2 separate regions of the Bombyx mori genome follow, and region 1 is linked to region 2. Evidence: chromatin contacts called from public Hi-C data. All regions are on one chromosome and are shown on one strand. Each heading gives the region's core, a stretch centred on a gene start, on an enhancer-like site or on the middle of the called end of the contact. The rest is flanking DNA. Distances are from core to core; before and after follow the strand shown.

Evidence for each region. Hi-C and Micro-C count contacts between places; a contact is called where the count stands out from the background.
Region 1: a contact with region 2 is called in a Hi-C map of whole pupa, with 4 times the contacts expected there. The contact joins the enhancer-like site here to the promoter of LOC101741026 in region 2. A contact is called at or near these places in 3 of 7 Hi-C or Micro-C datasets (midgut, posterior silk gland and whole pupa).

The regions. Positions count from the first base shown.
Region 1 is chr9:15,741,780-15,746,599 of ASM3026992v2, reverse strand. LOC101741026 (moesin/ezrin/radixin homolog 1) reads right to left here. Exons shown (of 11, transcript XM_004931148.5): 8 at 3,832-3,937; 9 at 3,104-3,238; 10 at 1,960-2,310; 11 at 1-1,535. The coding sequence ends at 1,371. Among protein-coding and RNA genes, the nearest start is that of LOC101738544, 16 kb to the left of the region's middle. Within about 2 kb of position 3,184, at least 5 of the 8 cell types and tissues checked have open chromatin away from gene starts, as enhancers often do.
Region 2 is chr9:15,673,585-15,678,477 of ASM3026992v2, reverse strand. It overlaps LOC101741026 (moesin/ezrin/radixin homolog 1), which reads right to left and starts at 1,508. Exons shown (of 11, transcript XM_004931148.5): 1 at 1,273-1,508; 2 at 907-937. The coding sequence starts at 918.

The DNA.
Region 1 (4,820 bases), core at 1,935-4,434, 66 kb before region 2:
TATTTACATTTAACAGTCAACTTCGGTAACTTTGACTGCATCGCGTTGTGACATCGACAGTTGGAAATTAAACTTGTGTGTCTGGCCGCACCAATGTATGGTTTTTTTAGATTTATTTAATTAATAAATGATGTGAATTAACAATATGAATCTAATGCCGCGAGTACATTAAAAAGCCAAAAGTTATATTAAAAGTTCAGAGTCTCCCGATGAATCATCTCTGTGAATAGTAAACATGTACTCGATTCAACTTCGAACTGTCAATGTTGCCGGAGAGAAACCAAAGTTTCCAAGATTGTCTGTGATAGTCTCTACTTTTCCTCTTTAGCCCGACGAGTCCTTCTAACACGTAAGCACCACGGCATTCAATTCAACCAACCAATTTTGAAGAGTGTTAAAGCAAAGATATTTAGTGACATTTAGACAAGGCACCTGATCATTTATATCTCAAACTATGAAAGTATTTCGAATACACAGTATTTGCCACGTTCTCTTTGTTTTAATTTGGTTCACTCAATTTAAATAATGTGAATTGTGAAATGATCTATTTTGCTAACACTCCTCGTTTAACTAGTTGACAATCTCGCGTGACAACAACAATGTTGCCAGGACGGTGTATAAAAATATATAATAACTTTTATAATATACTACTCTTAATATACGTGTGCTCTGTGCTCGCACACCCACATTACTCCTACCCATTTACATGAAACACACGGATCTATGGGAATCATTTTTGTTTGGTACCGATCGTCATCAGTGTTATTAACAATGTCAGTAACACTGATGTCGGGATGCTAACTTTACGTACAGACTTTTAAGCCTAAACTAGTAATTCAATTGTATCTTTCTCTTTTTCTAATGGACATTCGTTAAATCTAGACTAGGCCTGGTGTGAAGTCCGTGCACACATTCCCCAATACTATATGTTACATACGAATACATGAGCTTACAAGCAGTACGGCCACCGGACTCTGCACGTCGACATGCTGGGAGCTAACGGAGCTGCTACGGGAAGAGTTTACTTTTGGTAAGATAATTTATTTTGAATACGTTGTGACACTTTACAGTGTTGCCAGTTTAAAGAATTACTGCTATGAACAGTAGTTTTTTTTAAAAAAGTACAAAATTTGTGTATTTTATATACGCTACATTATTTAATTTACACACCCGAGCTCGAAGATACGAACTGCTCTTAGTCACTGTTCCTATTAATTAATACTGAATGACAATTTGGAAAATACTAAAATATCGTTACAATTTACTATCGATTGTACAAAAATCGATATTCAGTTTATTTTGAGCGCGATTCTGTGATTTATGTGTCGTGTGCAGGTCAGCTCCCTACAGTCAGCGCCGGCGACGTTAAGTTACATGTTCTCGAACTGGTCGACGCGACGTTTGGTGTTGCCCTTGCGGATCTCGCGGAGCGTCTTGTACTTGTCTCGTCCCTGGCGGACGTTCTCGCGGTGGATCTTGTCCATGGCCGTCTCTTTAGTTTCGTCGCGGGACTGCGCGAGGTCTTGTTTCAGCGCCTGTTGAAAAGATACCGAGATATTATATAATATACTCCATAATTACAAAAAAAATAATTGATAAATTAATTTTATTGTTTTTTTAAAAGGCTCGTCGTGTGCTCACTGATCGAGAAAAATTTAATTTTAATCTTTTCACAAAATGCAATTTTCAAACACTCACGGTGTGGAGTCGAGCAATTGTTTGAGCGATATATTTTTGTTGTTTAATTCAGTTAAAGTTAACAAATATATAGCACAAATCCATCTACCCTACCATTTCAAAATAAGTTTATTCTAGACCTTATCCTTTAATATCTCTAAGTTTTAAAATAATACGAGTATAGTTTGTATGGCTAAACTCTGTCACACTTGCAGTGAGATGCTGTTGAATATAGGTTGGCAGCTCGTTGCCGCGGTGCAGCGTGAGAGCACTGTTAGTTACCTTGAGCTGGTTGTGTAGCCGCTCGTTCTTCTCGGCCAAGGTGGTCCTGGCCTCGACCGGGTCGACGAGGTCGTCGGGCGCCTGGTGCAGGTCTCCGCCGCCGGACTCCTCGCCGTGGTCGGAGCCGTCGTCCACCCCGCCGTCCTCAGCCACGTGGTGGTGCTGCGGGGTGGTGGCGGCCGCCAGGAGCGCCGCGGCCTCGTCCTGCTTGCGCCGGGCCTCCTCCACCTCGTCCTGCAGGCGCCGCGTCTCCGAGTCCTTGAGCTCGACTTCGGTTTGAATGCGTTGTACTTCCTCTTGTTTAGTGCGGATTTCCTCTTCTAACTTGGCACGTTCTGCTGCTTCCATATTCTATAACAAAATTATGTACATTATTATTATTTTTATTACTTAGGTGAGTGGACGAGCTCACAGCCCACATGGTGTTAAGTGGTTACTGGAGCCCATAGACATCTACAACGTAAATGCGCCACCCACCTTGAGATATAAATTCTAAGGTTTCAGTATAGTTACAACGGCTGCCCCACCCTTCAAACCGAAACGCAGTACTGCTTCACGGCAGAAATAGACAGGGTGGTGGTACCTACCCGTGCGGACTCACAAGAGGTCCTACCACCAGTAAATAAAAAGTACAAAAAAGTAAACAAGATATTATATTACAATATCAATACATATTGTCATTTTCATTCCCCAATTTTCTAAAGTTGACACAGAGAAGGGATGAACGAATTCATAGACAAATTTCAGTCATGTAATTTAATTGTATTTAAAACTAAGCGATCCTATAAACTACTCTTTGGAAGTCACAACACAAGTCATTTGTTTCTTGAACGAATATTGTTTGGAACCGAACAGGGCGAACGCTCATTATTAAAAATATGTTCTACTGGATTTCTCCTCGTTATAAATTTATAACATTTTACCTCACTTAATTATGTAAATGAATTACTTTATACAGTGAATAAGCTGGTTTTTTTTTCAGCGTGGGCAGGCGTCCCACTAGATGGGCCGACGATCTATTGAGGTTCGCGGGGATCCGCTGGATGCAAGCAGCGCAGGACCGGTCTTTGTGACGAGGCTTGGGGTAGGCCTATGTCCAGCAGTGGACGTCTGTGGGCTGTTTTTTATTAAACAAGTAAATTACCTTGGTCTCCTCGAGTCTCTGCATCATGTCGTGCAGCTCTCCCTGTCTCCGCTCCAGCTCCTCCTTGGCGGCCTGCAACTGCTTGAGCTGTTCCTCCAAGCGCCGGATCATGTCCTGGGCCTCGAGCAAGTTGGCCTGCATCATACAATAAACATTTGTCAATTGTGTCCTCGGCCGTAGCGATACTGCGTTTTGATTCTAAAGAAACTAAAGAGATTGGCGACTGTTTGAATTCGAAACGTCAAAAGTGTCAACGAGCGACGTCCACTATGACAAAAAATTTATCTAATATTTAAAAAAAAAAAGACATGGACGCTGAGTTTCTTGCCAATTCTTCTCAGGACGGAGGCTAGTTTTTGTGAATTGGCGGTAGTTCTTTTTGACGTTCAACAAGTATGTACTTTCATTTATGTTGAATAATTTGTTTTTGATTTGATTTGACACTTTCCCCTTTTCAATTCCAGCCGCCAAGGGCGACACATCGATTTCATATTTCATATATCTTTTTATTTGTCACTTAAAGACTAATAAAGTTATCAAAACCAAAAAATACAGTCCACTCTCATTTACCACAACGCAACAGCGACGTCCTTAATATCGATACTTATCGATAACGCTGCAATAGTGTTTCGATAGCGATACATCTCTAGTTCCGGGGAGGGGAGCACAACTGTCAATATTTGCGCGTAATTAGCAGGTCGACATACTCTGATGAGCACAGCACTAACCTGTGACCGCTCCATCTCTTCCTGCATCTGCCGCAGCCGGTCTTCGTACTCCTGTTGCTTCTTCTCGGCACGCTCACGCGCGGCTATCTCCAACTGGAGCTTCTTTCTGCAAACAAGAGGAAGCTTTGCATTAGTGGATGAGCTCACACTTGGTGTTAAGTGGTTACTGGAGCCCATAGACATCTACAACGTAAATGCGCCACCCACCTTGATATATTATAAGTTCTAAGGTCTCAAGTATAGTTACAATGGCTGCTCCACCCTTCGAACCGAAACGCATTACTGCTTCGCGGCAGAAACAGGCAGGGTGGTGGTACCTACCCGTGCGGACTCACAAGAGGTTCTATCACCAGGTTTACAATCAGAGACGGCTTTACCTATGGTGCAGGGTTTGGGCGCAGCGGTGTCACTTTCAATGAACCTGCTACATTCGTATCAATTCCATTTTAACTGAGCCTTTACTTTAGGGCGTTAGGGTAATGATTGCACATGGGCCCTACATTGGCTAGAGACGACTTTGATTACAGTTCGTCTCTCCAGCTGTTTGCCTGACGAATTCTTAGTGGATAGCAGTGATTGGATTACAAAAGCTGGATGGAGAAGCCGAGCAGATGGAGTCGTGCTCAGTGGCGTGCAATTGGAGAGGTTTCTGCCTAGCAGCGGATTGCTGCAGGTTTTTTTTTTATTGTCTTTGTAGGCTGACGAGCGTGCGGCCTATCTGATGGTGAGCGGTTACCGTCGCCCATGGACTTCAGCAATGCCAGGGGCAGAAGCAAGCCGCTGCTTACCGGTTGATGATGTATGCCAGCGGTCGGGGAACTTTTTTTAATTATTACCCCAAAATATTTTTGTTTAAGTCGATATTAACCCATGGCGAAGAAAAAAAAAAACCAAATCGCTTCTATTTTGGCATCTTTCACATTATAACCTTCATGATAATATTGAAAAAAAAAAAAAAATCCTTTCCTTTCATTTAGTTTCATCGAGTT
Region 2 (4,893 bases), core at 259-2,758:
CAATTCACAGAATTATGTTCTTGTTTTGGAAGTATCAGACAAATGGTAAAAATATAAATGCTTAAATTGTTTGGCAAAATAAAAACTTTCAAAGCCGTACTTCTTCCAAGGAATATACAATTCAAATTTCGGTAAATATATGTAGAAATATTTTGCAGCTGTTTAAATTTAAATGGTCTGATGAAAAATTGAGGAGTCTCTTTCCTCTCCCATCCTCAAAACAACATCCTCAACAAAACTTTGTATGAGAAAAATGAAATTAGAAATTATTTTAAACTCAGTTTTTTATATATCCCTCTTTAAGTTCAATTACTTTATTGGTTTGGTAATAATTAGTAATAACTTTAACTAGTTTTAAGTGGTACCCTCTCATGGGTGCCTTTAATTTATTAACTCTTGTGACCTGTTGCTATTTATGATGACTCATATGCTCAAATGTGTCACAATGTGCCATTACATATAAAAAAAATGTACTGGTCGTTTTCAACATCTAAAGTTTAATGTAGAACTTATCTTTATTATAGACAACCTGATTACAATTTCAATAAAAATGAGATGTCTTAGTTAATGTGTTTTTGTAGGTGACACTTTTAAAATTGTTATTCTAATATCATGAAACAGTTTATTATATTTTTACAATTTTATAATTATTACAGAATTAATTATTTGGCATACAATTGTACTGGGTACATTTTAAGTTTGAATTAAAAACGTCCTATACATTTCTCTAATTACTTAAGTCTTTCGATTCATGTACAATTTGTTATAGAATTTGCTGTCTCATAAAAGTTTAATTCATAGGTTTTTCATAATATTGAAATTCAAACTTAACTGGATGTTTGCATAATCAATGACAACTCGGTGTGCTGTTTCGTAACATTAATTGAATTAATAAGATGTACTCACTGATTTCGGCATGTTGGCTATGGATCACTATCTGCAAATACGAAAACGAGACATAAAATAGTGTTATCTTGTAAATTGCATAAAGTTGAATTGGATTTGGGGAATTGTTTTCGCGCTCTTCACTAACTTTTAACAATATTTTAAGCTTATAAACTTTAGGCTGTCGCTACTATATTACGTATTACCAGCAAGATTACGAGATTTTCCACTAAATAATCATATTCGCGCTATGACAATATCAAGTAGTCACCGGGTATGCCACAGCGGATAAGCTTAATAATATAGTCATCACGAATACTTCAATTTCAAATTATTAATATTAAGATTTATTGTTTATAACCAGATTGATGGCTTTTCAGTACTTACCCGGTATAAACAAGAATATCACCTAATAATCCACATAAGTAGCACAACACACATAAAGAATGCACACACCCTACGGCCACAAAAATATCGCGGTGTGACAACGACAACTGCTTGCGTGACGTGGTAGCACACATTGCCATAGTTTGAGCTAAAATACTATGAAATTTTCAGAAACTTATTTAAGGGTAAAAACTCTTTAAAGAATTACATTTTTTTTTTAATGCGTAGAGACTCAAAACTCAGGCTAGAAAGAAAAAATCATAACATTCACAATTTAATTTACTTTTTAAAATTATGGTGATGACATGTTAACAAAAAAATTCTGCTAAAAAGTTGTTCTAAGTTAGAGCAAATATAGGTAACATTTTAACGGTCGAAAGAAACACGACTTGTTTGGCGGGAACACAAGAAGCGAAGTTTAAATTTGTTGTTTTAGTACATATTTCCTTCGTTTTTCGCGGGTCGACTAAATTATAATTATTACCTTTACCATTTTTAAGTTCGCACTTTTTTATAATATAAAATTTTCAAAAACTAAAATTGTGATTAATCCATGTTATGGTTTTAAATTATGTAGTGCTTGTTCAGGCTTAAACTTGTTATAATCATAGATCATTATTTACCGATTACCACGTAAAAGTTTATAAATGTGAGAAAATGGCAGAAAGTTGCTGAACACTGACATTAATTCATTTCATTTGATCCTAGTTCAGTACAGTTTCAGATTAAATTTTTTTCTTGCCGCTCGAAATCATTTTATTTATTTTCAGTGGCAGAGTATTCTTATTTTTTTTCCCACCTAAGCTGATAGCCTTGAGAGGCTATGTCAGCGGAACCTTTACTAATAGGTGAGCTCACGGGGCTCAAACCTGACTACGTTACTAACACGAACCCTAGCAAGAACCGTGCTTCGCAGAATCTACCACCGGATCGGAAACGCGACCCACTGAGAAGATCCGGCGAGAAACTCAGTGGGCTGTGTGGAACGATGACCGGTGCTTGAGGTACCTAAAAGCACCGTTAGTGCAAGGGCGGATCCAGCTTTGGTGCCAGGAGGGGGTCACATAGTCATGGTCAAGTCAAGAACTTATAATTTAATTTTGATAACAATAGATACAAGTAAAAAGTAGTATTTTATTAATGTACGTAAGTACTGTACTTAAAAATATTTATTCTTTATTGTACACTTGAAAAACTTAACGCATAATGACTTGTACCTACATATACACGTACATATTGTCATCTTCTCTTGAAGACATCCAGAGAAGCACTATCACGCCCATTTATATTCCATAACCGTGGTGAATGGTTTGTCATAACAGCTAAAGGTATGTCGAGGGGTATGACGCAAAACTCCGCAAAGGTACGACAAGGGTTTCCAACAAACAAAATAGAAACAGACAAAATACATATTTAAATAACAAAATCAATTTTTCTTTTACGTCTTCTCCCGAAACGCGTTATTACGTCATTTACGTCAATGGGTACGTTTTTATGAACGTGGAGAAGTGCCAGTCCGGTTAGGCGATCTTCAACCATTGAAGATCTTAGCCACGATTTAAGTCTGCGCAACGTAGAGAAAGACCTAGACGTTACGTAGTCGACAAGCGCGCGCGAGTGTGGCGCGGTAAAATTCAAATTTTCGATGCGTTCGTTCCCAAACATTTGCTATCATACAAAGTTATTATATTATATTAAATTAATTAAGGAGCAATATAAGGAGCAACAATATATTGTGTCCTAAAATCATTATGTTCAATATGTGGTCCACCTATGGACCAGCTCAGGGGGGGGTCATGACCCCCATGACCCCCCCCTGGATCCGCCTTTGCGTTAGTGGATCGGGAGGATCCGAAATGACGTGTTTGGGGCGACGTCGACTGCTTTCCATTCTTTCCGCAGGATCGGAAATGTAGTGGCAGAGTATGTTTTATAAATGAGAACTGAAAATTTTATTTAATCGACGTTGGCACCAAAAGATCAATAAAAAAATCGAATGCATATAAATAAAAAAAAGTGTGTGTGTCCGCTCCGACGCACGACTGGAGTTTACTGGATATAAAAAATTAAACGAAACAATACGAGAAATAGTTCTATATTACGACAACACGATACACTACAGATTATTAACAAATTAACGAGACACAAAACAAACGACTAACAAATATATGAAAATACAATAATGAGAGAAACGCGCGATCAGTACGAGGCTTTGTGGCGGACTGCCGGCGCAGCAGCCCGGCGTCACCTGCGATAACGCGGCCGCGCGTTGGCTCCTGATTGGCGCGCGCACGCATCACGCAATCAGGAGCCAATCAGGCGCATAACGCATTTCGTGTGACATGCTAGTACGATTTTGGTCCCCATCATTTTCATACCCCGGGCCTATATATGTAAATCGATTCTAAAGGAGTAAACTCCAAAAATGGTGCGTGTACAACTTGGTGCACGCGAAAGAAGTGAAACTTCTTTTGGGGTGTGTAGTATTGTGGTTTTCTGTATTTTTCATCCTTGAATTAAATTTCTCTTGTAATGCTGTGTTAAGAGAAATGACCTCTGCACCATATATATTTTAAATGATATTTAGAAAAACATTTATTTTCTAAAGCCTTCATTAAAAATAAAATATAAGATAGTTAATATGCTACTGCCATCTACAGGAGCAATGGGAAACCAATAACAAGCCATGTAATGGCCGAGGCTGAGTCGAGTGGTTCGCGAGACGTTCTGTCTATTTTCTCACTCTCGCTCTTCTTAAATTGTGTCTTTTCTCTCTAGCCGTAACGAATTTGTAAGCGAGTAATTTTTTTTTATTGCCCTTGTAGGCAGACGAGCATACCTGATGGTGAGCGGTTACCGTTGCCCATGGAGTTCAGCAATGCTAGGGGTAGAACCAAGCCACTGCCTACCGAAAATTTTACTCTCAACTTGACTTATAAAAATGTGACTAGTGACAATGAAATTTTTGTTATTCGAGTAAATAAAGCTGCGACTGCCTTATGGACTACGCCCCCTTGGCTTTATCTGGGTCTTAGTCGTACATTTTTCAAATTTAAACTTTTTAACCTAACAGTTGAGAAAACCTAACACTACTTAGTAATAATTGACGATAATCTCCATAAACTAATAAAAAAATCTAATGTTGGGAATTTTGGCGGGAACGCGAGGAGTGGGGCTGTGTGATTTGTTTTATTTTGTCTATTTAGTGTTTCTTCAGGTTTAAATGTTAACGGTAGTTTATTAACTGTTTAGTATCTGTGAAAGTGCACAAATGTGGGAAAATGAAACAAAGACGCTGAATGTAACTTCTCGGGATCCTCCAAAAAGTCCACTGAAAAAGTCTTAGTAAATGACCACCATTTTACAGAGATTATATTTCATCCCATATCATCTCATTTGTTGGAGTTAAGTTCATATTCATACTTACATGTGTCACATGTAAGGTTACAGATTTCGAATATTGGAATTATTTTATATGTTTAAAACAAATAATTGTCTTCTCGTCAGTGAAGACAATGACTTCTCATCTAGACACGGTCAGAGCAACATCTAAGAGTTTTATAAAAATATAAAATATTATAATGGTGTAATAGTGTACAAAGTATTTGCAATATAATTATA